2 separate regions of the Sus scrofa genome follow, and region 1 is linked to region 2. A link is a contact called in public HiChIP or PLAC-seq data. All regions are on one chromosome and are shown on one strand. Each heading gives the region's core, a stretch centred on a gene start, on an enhancer-like site or on the middle of the called end of the contact. The rest is flanking DNA. Distances are from core to core; before and after follow the strand shown. Region 1 holds the start of BHLHE40 (basic helix-loop-helix family member e40). Region 2 overlaps LOC106505661 (a long non-coding RNA gene).

Evidence for each region. HiChIP or PLAC-seq counts read pairs in DNA pulled down with a chosen protein or histone mark.
Region 1: an H3K27ac HiChIP or PLAC-seq map of alveolar macrophages shows a contact between it and region 2. The contact joins the promoter of BHLHE40 here to the enhancer-like site in region 2. A contact is called at or near these places in 1 of 5 promoter capture datasets (liver), 19 of 47 Hi-C or Micro-C datasets (alveolar macrophages, brain, embryonic fibroblasts and 8 more) and 2 of 2 datasets of contacts at active chromatin or transcription factors (alveolar macrophages and skeletal muscle).

What each region holds. Positions count from the first base shown.
Region 1 is chr13:61,525,967-61,530,799 of Sscrofa11.1, forward strand. It overlaps BHLHE40 (basic helix-loop-helix family member e40), which reads left to right and starts at 2,046. Exons shown (of 5, transcript NM_001245010.1): 1 at 2,046-2,391; 2 at 2,558-2,627; 3 at 2,879-2,986; 4 at 3,921-4,044. The coding sequence starts at 2,312. It overlaps LOC106505661 (a long non-coding RNA gene), which reads right to left and starts at 2,872. Exons shown (of 12, transcript XR_002337646.1): 1 at 2,698-2,872; 2 at 2,388-2,551.
Region 2 is chr13:61,437,107-61,442,087 of Sscrofa11.1, forward strand. It overlaps LOC106505661 (a long non-coding RNA gene), which reads right to left. Exons shown (of 12, transcript XR_002337646.1): 7 at 627-4,981. Among named protein-coding and RNA genes, the nearest start is that of BHLHE40, 88 kb to the right of the region's middle. Within about 2 kb of position 2,320, at least 70 of the 83 cell types and tissues checked have an H3K27ac peak or open chromatin away from gene starts, as enhancers often do. A contact at or near this core is called in alveolar macrophages, brain, liver and 5 more, where this site is marked.

The sequences.
Region 1 (4,833 bases), core at 796-3,295, 89 kb after region 2:
AACACCCACCCACCCAAACTGCACTCTAGGCTAATCTTCACGGGTCTCACCCCATCTTTTTCAAGCCTTCCCACAGCCAGGTCACTCAGCAGCGGGGTGACTGACCCGAGGCGCAGTGGGAAAGGCTTACAGTCATCTCTCAACTCCCCGAACTTGCAGGGCAGGGCAGCGTAGAGGTCAGTGAAATCCCCAGCCAGGCCTTATTTTAGTCATGAATTTCCACTGGCTCCCTCCTCTGACTGCATCAGCGATGCTCACGCCGCGCGCTTGGAGTTTCAGCTGTTTTCCTTGCTCCAGGCTGAGTTAGAAGGTCACAGAGGCCGGACTTTTCCGGGGAAGGTAGGTGGGGGCCTCAGGCGACCTAAGTGAAATTGCGGAGATCTCGGGCCGCTGGGAAGAGACCTTTCTGCCCCAAGCTCCGGGCAGTGTGTTAACTTCTCATCCCTCCTCTACCCAGGCGTCTTGGTTAGCATTAAATACCATTTTTAGTAGGAAACCCCCCAAAACAAAAACACTTTATCTTTTTTTCCTCTGTCCACCAATGGCACCGATATCGTTTTCCAGGGCTGCCTTGCCCAAGGTATTATCTTCCCAGAGGTTCCTGTAAATTCAAGGGCAGAATCTGCGTTGGATTCCCCCACGGTGTGTCTAGCAACGGGGACAATGCCTGGCACAGGGTAGGGAAGTCAACAAATGCGTGTAGAATGAATGAATGCTAAGATGTCACTGTGAAGGGCAGATAGTTTTTCCTAGTCTCTCTCCCTTTCCTCCATCTCCGGGTGAGGATCCCACACGGCACCGCCGAAGTTCCCGGAGGGAGGGAGACGGCAGACTCCGGCGGGCCACACCGGCCCGGGGCTCTCCGTCCCCCGGTCTGGGCAGAGGGGCTCGAAGTCGGGGACGCTGCGGCCCGAGCTCCGGCCACGTGAAGTGTCACGCCCCGCGCTGCTGCAGGGCAGGCGCCGCCGCCACGGTTGTGTAACGTTGCAGCCCGAGGGGAGGCGACCCGAGCGCCTCCGCTCCGGTGGGGGCAGAGAAGGGAGGGAACGCAGGGCTCCGCGCCGGGTATCTTTCTGTGCTTGACTAGTCCAAGGCGCGCGGGGGGGGGGTACTCTGGAGCACCCTGGGGGGTGGGCAAGTGGGTGCCCGCCAGCGCTCAGGCTGTGCCCGGGAGCGGAACTCCGGGGGAGCCAGGGGCCCGCCGCACGCAGCCTCTCGGATCAGGTGCGCAGAGCGTGCTCGGCGGCGGCCTCGGCTGCCCCTGCGCTTGGCTGCCAGCCCGCTTCCCATGGGGTGACATCCGCCCCGCCCCTCGGCCCCTCCCCACGTCGGGCGATTCCTGGACTCTGGGCTGGAGGGTGGGGGCAGGGAAGCCGGCACCGAAAGAAACCCCAGCCCCTGGGGAAGGCAGGGGGGCCGGGCGACTCCCTCGGCTGAGCGCTGGTTCCTCCGAGCGGACCGCGCGGGGGGAGGAGGAAACGGGTTGGGCTGGAGCGAGCGAGGGGATATTCCTCTCCCGGCTTGAGTCAGAGGCGGGCGGATCCGTCCTCCCCCTTCCCTCCCAGGAGACGGGAACTTACTTCATTTCCCTGGGGCAGGTTCGCCCACGTTACCAACCTCCCCTCCCTGCCCCCCCCCCCCGGCTCCCCGGGCCCTTCCAGCTTCCGCGCCCCCCACCCGGCTGGGCAGGACCCAGGCCGCGCTGCCACCCCCTCTTCGGGGAAAGGCAGCCGCAGACACCTGGGGGCCGGAGCTGGGGGTGGGGGCTCCCTCGCAGCCGCGGGAGCGTTGTCCAACACGTGAGACTCATGTGATGAAGCCGGGGGAGGGCGGGCAGGTCGCTCCTTCCCTCCCCGGCAGCGGCCAGACGTGCCTGGAGTCACAGGGTAGAACACGTAGCTCCAACCCACCCACTCGCTCCCATTTAACCCAGCCCGCAGCCTCTCCATTACTCCTCGGCTCGTTCTCCCCCCACCCCCCCACTCCACCCTAACCGCCCCCCCCCCGCTCCCTCCCGCCTCCCCGCCCGCCCCACTTCTCATTCACTTGGCTCGCACAGCGCAGACGGCGCAGGGAGCACACATCGCCAGTCTGTGCGCAGAGCCTGAGCCAGAAGCCGCGGGGACACCATGCACGCCCCCAACTGAAGCAACACCTCAAAGCCGAAGCTCCGGGCAGCCGGAGGATTTCAGGGAGCTCAGACTCAGAGGAACTCCTGAGGAGAGACCCCTCGAAACCTCTCCAGGACAGTCCTCACCGGACTCTCTGCCACTGCAGACAGGAGCGCACAGTGGCCCCGGCTCGCCGCGCCATGGAGCGGATACCCAGCGCGCAGCCGCCCCCCGCTTGCCTGCCCAAAGCACCAGGACTGGAGCCTGGAGACCTACCAGGGTAAGTTGACACCCCCGGCCCCTTCAAGCCTCAACTCCAGTCCTGCGTTCTGAGCGACTTTCAACTCGGAATCGCTCTGGGCGCATATGCGGGTTCATGCCCGCCAGGGTTCCTGCAGCGGGTGCGCAGGCAAAGTCACGACCCTTCTTCGTCCCTCTCCCTGCAGGATGGATTTTGCCCACATGTATCAAGTGTACAAGTCGAGGCGGGGAATAAAGCGGAGCGAGGACAGCAAGGTAAGGGCCCCGGACCCCTGGGGACCCCAGCCCCTAGCACGCACTGAGTTCCCAAGAAAACTTTTCTCACTTTGAGGTTGGAGGGGGTATGCAAGGTGCGGGGTCCGTGCCTGGATGGCTTGGAGAAGAAGGTAGTTCTGGGTGTGACTCTGTTCATTTGCCCCTACTCTTCTCGCGCCGCGGGGTAAGGGAGGAAAAGGGCTTCTCATCCTCCTCCTCCGGAGCCCACCATTTCCCCGTGCGCCTTGCAGGAGACTTACAAACTGCCGCACCGGCTCATCGAGAAAAAGAGACGTGACCGGATTAACGAGTGCATCGCCCAGCTGAAGGATCTCCTCCCCGAACATCTCAAACTTACAGTAAGTGAGAAGCTGGCCCTTCTCCAAACCAGCTCCTTTGCCCAGAGGGCGGTCGGGGGTCACTCGCCGCCTGCAGGTCCCGCCGGGAACTGCAGGCCAGACGGCTGGATTCGAGCTGCTGGGTGGCTATTTGGGGTACACTTCCCCAGTCCTCAGAATTTTCTGGCAGCCTCATGCAAATAAGGTGAAAACCGTTTGTATTTCTCCAGTTGGCACCAACACCGGCTGGCCTTCCTTTGCAAGAGTTTAAGGCTCACCGTTCTGGTGATTTTCAAGGTTCTCTTGATTTCCTAACTTGAGCAAACCAAGCAACCTGCAATTTTTCTTAACCTCTTTCCTCCCCATCTCTTTTTAAAATGAGAGGACTTGTTTGGGTGTGTGATTTTTTTTTTTTTTTAAACATCCTGTCCTTTCTTGGCAATGGTCAACAGCTTACTAGCTTGACAGCCTTTGGTTGGGGAAAGGGAAAAAAAAAGAAGTATTTAGGGGGAAGAAAAAACTTAGATGAACTGGAAGTTATGACAGGGTGTCAGGAAAGAAACTAGGGAAAGCCTCTTGGCTGCCAGACACAGTAGAAGTCCTTCCTCGGGTTGACACCACTGCAGAGAAATGTAATCTTCGGATTCCCCTGAGTTAAGGTCAGCAGAGGCTGCTGGAAAAATTTATCTGTCAGAGCTTTCTCCTGAGGTAGCTGCTGCTTCCAAAATGCCTCCAAAGATGGGTGACACTCATTTGTTGTTTTTTAACTAGTTTTTTTTTAATAATTATATATATATATATTTTAAACATCTATAAACTTAAAATGAAATTTAGCCAACCAGGAAAGGTTGTTTTTGTTTTTTTTTCCCTTTAGAGACATCTCTCATTGCTAATAAGGGTCCCAGAGGTGGGACTTCTCTGAGCTCCCTGCTGACTGAGGCTCTTTTTATTCCAGACTTTGGGTCACTTGGAAAAAGCAGTGGTTCTTGAACTTACCTTGAAGCATGTGAAAGCACTAACGAACCTAATTGATCAGCAACAACAGAAAATCATTGCCCTGCAGAGCGGTTTGCAAGCTGGTGAGTTCCTGAGCCTGGCTATCTCCTAAGAGTTCTAGCACAAATGGAGAGCCTGTGGGCTCAACATCTGACATAAGAAACATTCCTGCAACAAACTGCTTATGCACATTCACTGGGGAAGATGCTGTTTTATCTTTCCTAAAAGGTCAGACTTTTCATTTGGGAGGCTGCTATGTGCCACCTGGCATGAATACGTATTAGTCAAACGGTAAAATATTTCTGTGGCATTTTGGCTTAAAGAGTTTCTAGGTTCTGGGAGTTTTCCCCCCCTTCCTTTCAAAATGCCAAGGCACCTATAATTTGCATCGTGGGTGTTTTACAGTTAGTCTTCTTAGCCCTGTTTCATTGGAGAATAAAATCATGGGTATGCCCCAGTGTTTTCCTGTGTCTCTACTTCCTTATCACATGGTGTGTGGTATGATCCTGGCAGGATGACAGCAGGAGTTTTTCCTGCATTTCATGTGGTTCCCTGAATAGCCACTAGGTATCTTGGTGAATTACACAATCTCACGAAACCACTGAAGTTTCATCATGTTTCTCCTGACTTCCAGAGAATCACAATCACCTTCCAGAGAATCACAATCACGTCTCGTCTCACTCTTTCCAGATAATATTGTACACACCAGGGAGAAATTCTTCTATCCAATCCCTCATTCCTTTCCTCTCTGCCCCTCTTTCCAAACTGTTATGATGAGAGTCACAAGAACCTAGCAGGTGCTTCTGCCAGTTTCCTTGTTGAAAATAAGAAGATGATCCTACCTAATTTCTTGGGGATCGTGGATAGAATAC
Region 2 (4,981 bases), core at 1,070-3,569:
ATTTGAAAGAAAGGAAAAAAACAATAAAAATGTTAAAGGAGACTACTGCTTCTCAATGAAACATTATAAGCATTCTAGATTTCTATCACAACAAAAGGCATCACTTTTCAGGAAGATTCTTTTCTCTTAAAAAAAAAAAATAGAGAAAACCAAGTTAAAAATTTCCTGAGGTGGAAACACACTATTTTATTCCCCAGTGTTCAAAATGGTGAAATAAAATAATGGATATAAATGATAAACATAAATATTAAATGAAAATGGTACATTATCAATGTTTATTATGATTGTTGCAGTTATTCAACATATTATACTCTGTTAAATAATTTATTTTGAACTGAAATAGTGAGACCAAGGACAGCTAGCTCTTTTAAGCCAAATTCAAGAAACTGTAACATTAGCACACAAATTCTATAACAACTGTATAAAATACAGAAATGAAAAGATGAAAATAAATGAAAAAGTCAAGCCCTGGAATACCTCATGTGCTTTCAGTAATAAATTCTAAAATTATTATTCACAGATAATATCAACCAAATGGCCAGTTTTTCCAATAAGGATCTACCTGTGGGCAGCCCACTGACAGCCCACCTGTCAGTCACTTAAGGAGGTCAGGATCAATCAGTTACCTGTGCATATCTTGGATGCAAGGGATCACGTAGAGCATACCACGGTAGGCTTACAAAAAGCTAGTCACATTCTCCCAAAGCGTGCTGAATGACAAACAGACCACAAACAGAAACTATCACTGGCATTAAGGGACAAGATCCAGCTGGTTTTCTTTATTCCTAATCTCAGTTTCAGCTGCAGGTTTTTTCCAGAAAAAAAAAAAAAAAAAAAAAAAAAAAACAACAAACTAGTTTGATTTACTCAACACTCTGCAGAAGTCAGGGTGTGGTCATCCTCTAAATATTACAAATGGATTTTCCCTGAACTCTTGCAGCAACAGGATCTTAAAGTGGTTACTGGTAGGAAAAGGTGACATTAAGGTCAAAAATGTCTCAAAAAAAGAATTAACAATAGTTTATAAGGACCACCCTAGTGACAATGGAGGTAGGGGTGGGTATTATTGAGACCAGGAAGCTAACACAGTACAGAACACGAATATTTTTCAAGCCTTCAACAGAGAGCCACACTAACAGTTGAACATCTGCTTTTTTGCCAGCTCTCCTGTTGAGTACTGACAAGTTTATTCCAAATTAATCCAGTACACTAATAACTGCCCCAAATGCAGATCAATCAAGTTTCCTTCTTCATCATCAGAACAGGACTTAATGTAAGAGTGAATTCAGAAAAATCAATGTTTCCTAGCCTTTCTAAAACACTACCAACTAAAAAGACGGGGAAAGGAAGCCTGAGGAAGCCTTTTCTAAGGCAAGACAAGGATCAAAGGGAGTGTGCTTAATCAATTAATCATCATATCCCTTTTCCCTAGCCGGTCGGAGAGGAACTGGATTCTGTTCTCCAGCTATGCCCCCTGAGTCGCATGGTCTGTGTTTGCACCTCTGGACCTCCTGGCTGCTCTGAAAGATACCCTTGGCACTGACTGAAGCCTGGAACTCGTGTTGTGAGCCCACCACGTGCCAGGGACGACGCTTGGCACTCCACACTCCCTCGTTACCTGTGAAGCACATTCTGTGCGCTGATGAGGAAGCCGAGGCTGGAGCCCACGCAGGCAGTGCGGCCAAGCCACCAGGAGGGGCGCACTCCGGGCCCTGGCGCTACACCACCGCGGAACTTCCATCTTGCTCAGAGCCGCCACTAGGCACCCGGCTCCCTGAGGGCAAGGGCGTGACTTGGATGCTCAAAAAACTCACTAGGCACGTAGTGGTTGTGACGTGAACTCTTCTTCGCGGCCACTCTCAGGCCACAAGCCCTCTACAAGAGTGGGGAAACCGAGGCCAGGCTAAGTGACGCCAGAGGACTCAAAGCCGGCAGCGGGCAGAGAGGCCTCGAAGGCTGAGGTCTGCGAACTTCAACGTTCTGTCTGGTTTACTCGGCTCTAAGATGCCGCAGACTTTCAGGGAAAGGGGCCTGGGCGCGGACGCTTCCCTCCCGGATCGTTTTCCCGTCAGCAGCCTCGGTCCACAGGAGAAAGCGGCGGCCAGCCCTACTCTACGGCCCCACCCGCCATCAGCTGCAAGGCACCGCGCCAGGAGTACGTTGCCTATTCCCAGGCACTCCCTCCCCCGCCTTCGCTCCCAGCCCCGCTCTGCGCCTGCGCGCAGGGGCCCTTGGGACCGTGGGCCCGTGGGCCAGCTGCTCACGCGGGCCTCCACCTGGCCCTCCACCTGGCCAGGCCAACGCCAATGGCAAGGCGGGACCTCGCTCTCGCCCCGCCCCTCGGGGCCCCGCCCCGTCGAGGGAGAGCTGGAGCCTAGGCTCGCGCCTGCACCTCCCGCCCCGCCGCGGGCTTTGCCGCTCTCTCTGTGCGCGTGCGCGCGGTAGGGGTTTGGATGGGGTCAGAACGCGGTTGAGCTGCTGAGGCCGCGAGTTATTTTGGAAGGCGGGGAGGCGGGGCAGGTCTGGATGGGAGAGGAGGCGTTTCCTCTGAAAAAGAAAAAAGTGGGTGTCGTGGGCTGCACTCAATGCCCTTTTGGCGTCGTCAAAGGGAAGTCAGAACTGCTCCGGATTTTCCCATTTTATGTCTAAATCACTCGAACCCCAACTAAGTCCTTCATGTAAGAACATCAGGGGTTCCTGAAGAGTGGCACACGCTGCAGTAATGATCGTCTCCAGGGCGCTCTGAGCCAAGTTTCATCTCCCAGTAGGAGTAGTAAGCCCAGAGATGAAGTCTCACCTGAGGGCACCCACCGGCAGTAACCTGCTCTAGAGGCTAGTCCAGGGCAGGCCTAGAACTTCACCGATGCTTAGACTACTGCCATTAATTTAACCCAATTATAGGTATTATTTGTACACCGCGAAGTTATATTTGAAATACGAAGTATGTGTGTTATGTCAGTTTTGTGTGTCATACACCAAGGATCCCTCAAGCCACATTTCCCTTGAGGACTAGAAGCTTTTCGTTGTTTCTAACACTAGGAAGAAAGTGTCATAGCCTCTGGTAAGATGGAATGTTACTGATACAGGACTTAAGTGAATATATGTCCCCATTTGTCATATTTGGCAGCAGATAGCTGCGCTTGATTATGAGTTCCCATGGACAGTTTTTTAGGTTGGTATCTGGATGCAAATACTATCCAGATCTGCTACTCTACCCCAAATTTCATTTTCTTGTCCATATAGAATGGGGGAAAGATTAAGGAACAATGGGAATTGAATATATAATGAAAAGCATTACTGACTGGAGATCTTAAATTTCTGGTTCCTCTTTGCCACCCTCTTCCCCAAAGATTTTTAGAACTTGGTAACTGTTCACGGATTGATTTTTAATCACATCTTTCTTCATAACATTTGAAAGAATTTCTTTCCTTCATTTGGCTTTGTGGGGCCTAAACTGAATTTTTGAGGAGATGGAAGCCCTGGAAATAGGCTGTGAGGGGAGACAGTGTGAATTATTAAGGAAACAAGGATAAGAAGATCCTAGTTTATGGAGATAACAGCAAGAGCTGAGAGAAGGGATAAACACCAAAAAATTAATTGGGTAGCAGATCTAGCAGATGGTAATCTATGTTCTAGTTGTAATGATAAGCTACGTTCTTGAGCATAAGGATTTGTATATCACTTATGGTGACCAAAAAAATAAATAAATAAATAAATACCATTTCTTCATTTGTATTTATTGTACAATGAAGAAATACCATTTCTTCATTGTACTTTATTGCCAGAACTCCTGAGAGTTCTGGCAATAAAGTACAAAAGACGTAGGGACGGGGTAAGAGCTTAGTGCCAGAAAGATCTCAGTTTTACTGTTCTACCACATCCCACATGGAAAATTAAGGACTTTGATAAAGGAGTAATTGAACTGGGTAAGGTGCACAAGATTCTGCCTGTATCTGGATGCTGTTGTGGAAATTTCTGAGGCAGATAGAGCCAGTAACGGCTCAACTGCTATGTCTACCTTAGGACAGCAAATGGGAAGGCACCTGATAACTTCCTGAATAATGAGCTCTTTATGGTAGAGACCCTGTGCTCAACCTACCACAGAGCTTATCCTTATACCCAACCTCCCAATTACTGATCAAAGATCTAGTTCTAGGGGACCTTTTGGCAACTTGTAGTTCTCCCGAAATGAAGATTTTTGAGAATACTTGCCGAAGGAATTGCCTATTTCGAAAGTATAAAGTCCATGGTTGAAGATTTTTTAAAAAAACAAAACAAAACAAAAAATCCAGTTCACTTTAGGGTTCTCTCCTTTCAACAGGTTTGGATTGTTCAACACAATGGTTATAGACATATATTCAATTGGCTAAATTATTTTGTCAAATCCTAGTTCCAGGATCCCTACTCCATCTCCTTTCAGAGCTCTTATGCTTCCTTCTCCCTGTAAAAGATAGTATACCTAGCTGTAAAACCCAACAGCATTTTGATTTCCCACCCCCTGAGGCTAAGGAAGAGGAAGAGGTGGAAAGGAAAATAGGTTGTAACAGGAGCAAAGTCCTGAAGATAGAAGAATAGCCTCAGAAGCTGAGATCATGTGATGAGTGATTAGGGGGATGTCACAAGTCTAATTGGCCAGTCCAGAGATAAAGGTTAAACTCAGGCTAACTCAGAAGAGAACAATTGGATAATTCATTAATTGTGTTTCTGTTTACATACCCTCCTGCCCTCACCTTCTAGGCTAATGTAGGTTTTATCTTGATTAGAGGCAAATTTTTGGAACCAGATAGGTTCTCCAGCTTATGGCTCATTCTCCTCACCTGGCATATGAACAAACTGGTTAAGCATTAACAGGTGACTTGGCCAACACCACGCAGCTAGTTAATGGCAGAGCTAGGATTAGAACCACTCTCTCCCTCTTCAGAACCAGATCCTCTTCCTGTTTGTCTCCAAAATGGCCATCAATTTCTTCCCAACCTGTATG